Linked DNA regions of Mus musculus: region 1 is linked to region 2. The links are chromatin contacts, called in public Hi-C maps. All regions are on one chromosome and are shown on one strand. Each heading gives the region's core, a stretch centred on a gene start, on an enhancer-like site or on the middle of the called end of the contact. The rest is flanking DNA. Distances are from core to core; before and after follow the strand shown. Region 1 overlaps Fhit (fragile histidine triad gene). Region 2 has its middle 55 kb from the start of Gm41097.

The links. A called contact is a pair of places that touch in the nucleus more often than the background predicts.
Region 1: a Hi-C map of the MNK3 cell line shows a contact between it and region 2, with 3 times the contacts expected there. The contact joins two enhancer-like sites. A contact is called at or near these places in 1 of 15 datasets of contacts at CTCF or cohesin (the NIH/3T3 cell line) and 2 of 484 Hi-C or Micro-C datasets (3T3-L1-derived adipocytes and the MNK3 cell line).

Annotation. Positions count from the first base shown.
Region 1 is chr14:9,988,911-9,992,353 of GRCm38.p6, reverse strand. All of the region lies in intron 2 of Fhit (fragile histidine triad gene), which reads left to right. Among named protein-coding and RNA genes, the nearest start is that of Gm41096, 460 kb to the right of the region's middle. Within about 2 kb of position 1,498, at least 5 of the 459 cell types and tissues checked have an H3K27ac peak or open chromatin away from gene starts, as enhancers often do. A contact at or near this core is called in the MNK3 cell line, where this site is marked.
Region 2 is chr14:9,391,941-9,395,456 of GRCm38.p6, reverse strand. No RefSeq gene overlaps it. Among named protein-coding and RNA genes, the nearest start is that of Gm41097, 55 kb to the left of the region's middle. Within about 2 kb of position 1,831, at least 25 of the 459 cell types and tissues checked have an H3K27ac peak or open chromatin away from gene starts, as enhancers often do. A contact at or near this core is called in the MNK3 cell line, where this site is marked.

The DNA of each region.
Region 1 (3,443 bases), core at 249-2,748, 600 kb before region 2:
TACATCTATGAGACAATCAGGAAAAATAGAGACAAAACCTAGTGTTATAAAAGAGACCCTTGCAAGGTGTATATATGAGGTCAAGCTTAATATCATATCTATGAGTATATTATATATGAACACAGCCATTGCAGTGTATATTTGTGCTCTCTGTGAGCTATCTAAGTACAAACTTATGAAATACTATAGTAGTGTGTGTGGGCCCCATGCCTAGAAACTGAATTTCTACTCATTAAATGTTTCATTGGCTAAATTATAATGTGATCTAAGAATAACTGCATTTAGAGTTATCACGTGGAACAATGGGGACAAATCTCTTGAGTGTAGAGTAAGATGTTGGTTGACCACCTGTTCTGAGTGACTTTGTACCTAAGAGACCGTATTCAAACTGTGAAGTGTGACAAATATACTTGAGCATTTACTATGGAAATATGGCTTTTTCATTGGTATTTTGTCTTATTTCTGTTTTGGTCTATATCCATTAAACATTAACTTATGTTTAAACACGGTTTCTCCAGAAATGCAGCTGGATTCCTCACTGAGGTGTGCTTCCGTGCATGTTTTGAGTAGCATCTGTTCCAGACAGATCACACTTAAACCAATTTTTCAGGCAAAACAAGGGAAGACCTGCTGCATCACAGTGGTGGTAAAATCAGCCTAGAACAAATAGTTGATGCAAGAATTATCTGCCATAATGAGGACCTGGGTTTCCAGCTGGTTTGGAGTGTGATACAAGGCCAAATGGCAACCAAGTTATGGGATTTTCTATTTGTTGAGGGAGGGGTGAAAAAAATCATGAAAATGGAAACTGTAGGGGTTTTATAGATGCTGTTGAAATAGTTATAAGTGGGAAGTAACCTACTTTTAGATTTAGGTCATTTAAAATGCTGCCTTTTTTAAGATTAAAAAAAAAAAAAAGAACAGGGTAGCTACGATGAAGGTGAGAGATGGGAAGTTAGAAGTTAGAATTGCCCAGTGTGTGCCCTACTTTTTTTGTGACCCATGCTACACAGTCAGTGACTCGGGCCCTTAGAGAGTACCACTTTCCATATTGGACAGAGATGGGGCAGGGGAGGGGTTGAAGACAGAAATCAAAGGAACCTCACTACTTCTGATGACACAGATTTGCTCTATTTACTAATGACAGTGGTTAGAAGTAGGCAAGAACCTTAAGATGCAGAACAACCTCCTGGTCATTCATTCTCCTGTCCTTTCATCTCTCCCCTCCCCTGTCCTTCTTTTCCCTCCCCTCCACTCACCTCTCCTCTCCCTACCTCTGCCTCTTCTCTGATTTTCTACTTTATCCATCTGGACAAGAAGAGCCCATGAAGGGGTGTAGCAGGAGTTTAGTGGGCTTCGTACTGCATTGCTTAGGGTGCAATATTTCCTCTCCAAGGGAAAGGTGGCAGAGCAGGGAGAGCAGGGCAGGGCAGGGTGGGTCTGGGTGTGGTGTAGTGGTGCAAAGCAGAGCTGAGCTGGGCTGTGTCAGGCAGGGCTAGGCAGGGCAGGGCTGGGCAGGGCAGGGCAGGGCAGGGCAGGGCAGGGCAGGGCAGGGCAGGGCAGGGCAGGGCAGGGCAGGGCACCAGAGAACAAATATGTGTCATCAGAAAGTAGTGAGGCTCCTTTGATTTCTGTCTTCAACCCCCTCCCCCTGCCCCATCTCTGTCCAATATGGAAGGTGGTACTCTCATAGGGCCTGAGGAAGGCCTGAGTCACTCACTGTGTAGGCTAAGCATATTGGATCTCTTAGGCTAAGCATATTGGATCTGAGAGTACCTGGGATTTGTGTGTCCTATACAGTCAGTACCAGTGCTCATGTCTTCATCCTTAAGTGGTTGAAACTCTAGGTGTTTTAAGAACCACAATGATGACAAAGACCAGATAGTAAAGACCATTAAGTTGCCATACAACTCCACTGTCCATCCACTTTACATCCTGGTTTCATAGCATGAATATGTCTTTTATATTTCTCTAGATACAAAATCAATTTTCTTTTTAAAAAATCTGTTCTGGGTAGATGGTTACATATTAATTCCCTCAGTTACTCTTTCAGAATCTCATTTATCTCCAGCAATCTAACTCAGGAGCAGATTAATGTGTGGTGTTCTTTTAAATATTGCTCAAATGTAATAAAATTTGTTTGATGGTGACTTTAAGCAGTAGGAATTTCAGTCTAAAAATTTTCAGTCTACTCTATTAGTGTTGATCATTCTCCAGAGTTTCACTTCATTTACCTGAGCTTTTGAATACAGATGCATAAAAATCAGTGTGGAAATAAGCTAGGAAATAGAAGCAAAGGAGGGGATACCTAGAGCTTGTTGATCAACCAACAACCTCATGAAAAGTTTCACTAATTCATTAGTCCTTGTTAGTTATACTGAACATTCTCACCCATTCATTAGCTAATGGACATACATTCAACCTTGAAAGTACCTTCCAAATAAGGATGATATACCCAATATGCTGAAAGACTATTTCTAGTCTCCATTCTATTGCTGTGTCAAGGACTCAAAGTCATGTTTATCCAAATTTTTATACACTCACACCCCATAAAATAAAAATGCTGTGATGTTGTGGATTTGGTTTTCTTTTCACTCCATGTTTGATTACTGACCATATAGTTTGAGCTAGGCTTGGAATTAGGTGCAACAAATGGGCCTTGGGGAAGGACCAGCATCCTCCCTACCTTTTTATGGTTTATAAGATACTGAAAGAAGAAAGAGCACACACACACACACACACACACACACACACACACACACACACCCCACAAAATGACATAATCATCACTGTGTCCACTGGGAATGAGCCTTCTTCTATAAAAGACACAGAGCGTGACAATTCTCTTAACAAGTTGATAACATGTCAATGTAATGATTTTGTCATACAAATGTAAGATTATAGTTCTGTAAATATGAGTATATTTTGTATATATAAGAACTTTGGAAACCTAGGTAGTATAGCTGCATTTTAAGCAAACATGCTAGATCTTAACAGTTCCCTTTCAAGTGATTTGGAGAGAGGGAATTATTTTTGAACAATGTGACTTAGTATTTTCTGTTGCTATAACAAGATACATGAGGCAGTCTAGAATTTCAGGAAATTATAGGGTGTCTGCTTATGTGCTGCTTGTGTATGTGTGTGTGTGTGTGTGTGTGTGTGTGTGTTGGGGGGGCATGACATCTGGAAGGAAATGATCAGGGGAAGACAGATATGTGAGGATTTTCTCACCATAATTGATCCTGTGAGATGGGGGAGACCTAGGTTATTACTACCATACGACCACTCTCATGGGAACTGAGCCAAACTCTTGAAAACAAACAAACAAACAAACAAAATGTTAATCTAGACATGAGGATCCTGCTCTTCTGGGCAAGCTTCTCTATGCTCAAGCCCCACTTCTGTAATGTGCCACCACCTCTCAGTATAGTCACTCCAAGGAC
Region 2 (3,516 bases), core at 582-3,081:
AAAAACCCAGAAATAACAACTACAACAAGCAACGGAAACCCACTCATTTAAATGAAGTTTAACACCATTTGCAAAGTTGTACTGATCTCCTCCAAACAGAAGCCCAAAGTCCTGTCTGCAAACAGAAATGAAGCTGCATAGGTGGGAGTAAGGACCTGAAGAAGCTCCTTGCTGAAGTAGAAGCTGAAGCTTCAGAGGTCTCTGCCTGACTGGAGAGAGAAACACGGTTTCCTTTGCTTCTGAGACAGAGCAGAGACATGCTCAAAAAAAAAAAAAAAAAAAAAAAAAAAAGACAGGAGGTCACTCTACTGAGACAATCATCTTGCATGCCCATTTGTACCACCAAATAGTCGATGTCTCTAATACTGTGGAAATATGAGGTGATCTTGGGATATTAAGTCTGTTAGTAGCATCAATCTGGAGACTAACCAACTGGGACTGTTCAGTGGCAGCGTGGGCATAAGCTCAGAGGCAAAACCCATTTAAAGGCAGAGAGACAGAGAACAGACCACCCAGAAAATGCCCTACCAGGCGAAAATCTCAGGCTAAAGAAGATGCCACCATGAAACCAAGAAATACACAGAGGCAAATTCAGTCAGGCAACCATGACAGGAAAGACAGGAGGCCACTAATAGGAAAGTGGCAGATATGAGTGCTGGAATTAGCAAGTGACATTACTAAGCCTCACTGGGCCTCATTTCTCTTACCAGTGACATGACTGTTAGGCAGTTCCTACCCACCAACACTGCTGTGGATTTTAAGTAACCAAATCTGGTTTTCCATTTGTGTGTGTGTGTGTGTGTGTGTGTGTGTGTGTGTGTGTGTGTGTGTGTGGTGGGGGTTGGCCTGAGGACTGAGGTAGATACTCTCTACCATACCTTGAGGCAGCATCTCTCAGTCAGACCCAGAGCTTTCCTATATGGTTGGTCTCCTTAGCCAGCTTGTGCTGGGAAACCCTGCCTTCCAGGCAGATTGCCATACTCAACTGGCATCTGCATAGGTTCTGGGGATCTGAACCTGCATCTTCACACTTGCAGAGCAAGGGCTTTGACTACAGAGCCATCCCCATGGCGCCCTGTTGTGGGATTTTAAAGCTTCTTTCATCATAGCACCCAATGCAGAGTAAGTGCTGCCAGCGTTGTAGCTGCCATTGTTGGTAATTTAGTGTACAATCTGTCTTGTGTTAAGTTTAGCTAACCAGGGCATGGGAAAATAGCAGAATTAACAGTTAAATGGGATGGCAACCATGCTTTTACTTAAGATAACGACCTTTTCATTAAACTAACTCTTAGTAGCTCTTGCCCTGACACACTAAGCATGTGCGTGCTGATTTAGCCTCAGGGTTTGGCTATACAATCAGTGTGTATTCTGGCATCTAGTTTGTGTTGTGGGGCTAAAGCATGATAGTGCCTGTAAAACTCTATTGTTTCTCATTATCAATATCATTAAAACACTAGTAATACAATACAACAGTAGAGAGTCGAATAATTCAATTTAAAGTCTGCCAGTCAAACACAGAGGGAGGACTCAGCTGAAGCCCTTTTCCAAAAGGAAGTTAAAATCAATTTTGATCTTTTTCTTTTTTGGGGGGAGGGCTGAGATAATAAGATAAAAGTTTTGTAAATCACAACACATATTTCATCTAGTGTCTACAAAAGCAAAGGTTTTAAAGATCTTTCAACTTGTCGTCTCTAAGATATTTTGACCTCTACTTTTTATATTACCAGCAAAATAGGCAATTTGTCTTTCAGATTTAAAGCAAGACACTGTCTGGAACGCAGGGGAAACTGCACCATCTGCTGGCCGGAGTGGAGAACTGCTGGGAAGAGGACACTTTCTGCTGAGGAGGTAGAGTTTCTAGCTATGGGCTTGCAAATGGAAAACCCAGACACAGTTGGAGTCTCTGAAAGGTCACAGCTTGAATCACACTGCCATGCTGCTTCTCCTGTGACAACTGGCTCTTGCTTGTCTCTAGGAACACCATCAGCCTTTTCAACTCAAGAAGCAGGAAGTCATCCAGTGAGAGCCAGCTGGGTGTTCTGATAACTGGTTTCCTTGCTTTGTCCTTTGGCCTGGCTGGGAGTGCATCAGAGCCTGTGTTCCAAGGCCTGTGCAGTTTCAGACCAGCACAGGGCTCCAGAGTTCCTCTGCCTCTCCCTTCTTTTCCGTAGGGTTTCAGGCCTGTGGGATTGCAGCCTATAGAGGAAGCCAAGGAATCATGCCATTGGAGCTGAGTGAACAAGACACCTGCTGCCTGTTCTGTTTTGGGGTTCCACCTCTCCAAGGCACAGAGCAACTCAGGTGGCCTCATTTTAAACAATTTTCAAACTCAGAAGGCTTTACATACAGTAGAAAGTTCTGGACACAGGGCAAGCTGTGCCTTTGAGACTGCTTCTGAGCCCTATGTAGATTCTGGATATACTGGCTAGTTTTATGTGTCAACTTGCCCCAAGCAAGAGTCCTGAGAGAGGATGGAGCCTCAGTTGAGAAAATGTCATCATGAGATCCAGCTGTAAGGCGTTTTCTCAATTATTTATCAGTGGGGGAGGGGCCAGCTCATGGTAGACGGTGCCATCCCTGCAGTGATGCTTCTGCGTTTTGTAAGAAAGGGGGCTGGATAAGTCATGGGAAGCAATCCAGTAAGCAGCATCTCCCCATGGCCTTTGCATCAGCTCCTGTCTTAGGTTCCTGTCCTGATTGGGTTCCTGCATTGACGTCCCTCAGTGATGAACAGCAACATGGACGTGTAAGCCAATCTTCCTCAACTTGCTCTTTCGTTATGATGTTTCATCGTAGCAATAAAATCCCTACGACTCTGGCCAATGTGCTAACTACTGTCACATGTGCGTTTGTATATTAATAATTCATGTAATTCTCTAAACAACCTCATGAGGATGATTCCAGTGAAATTGTCATTTTAAAGACAAGGAAACTGAGGCAGGCCATGTTCTTTTCAACGATTCAAAGAGAAAGACCACCGACTCAAATCATCATGGCCAGATTATTTAAAACAAACAATTAAAGCAAGCTTTTATTATTATAATTATGATTCTTATTTATGTACATAAGCTGGGCTGTCTCCCTCTTAAGGCAGGGCTCAAGAGATCAACACTGTATGTGAGGAAGGTAAGATGTTTTTAGCTCTGAGGGGTAGGGGATTTCCAAATAGGGGATTTGGCAGGCAAAATTGGCAGGGTTACAGAAGCAGAATAGAAGCATAACAAGTTGGCCATAACATACTCCTAAAACAAAAGCATGATTTCAAGTTGGTCATAATAAGGGGGTCATAACAAGGTAGGCGTCACAGCAGATGGTCATAATAACCTTCTGAAACAGAGGCACGGTTGCTGTTTCCTGGAACAGATAGTCCAGAACCATTTTTAGTTAAGGTTATAGGTGGGGCATAGCCCAATCCTCGAGAAATAGCATTTTATTGGCATTTCATTTAACGGCTTCAGGGATCTCAAAAGCAAGTATATCGAGCTTCTGGGGCTAAAGCAAGCTTGCCGGGAGCCC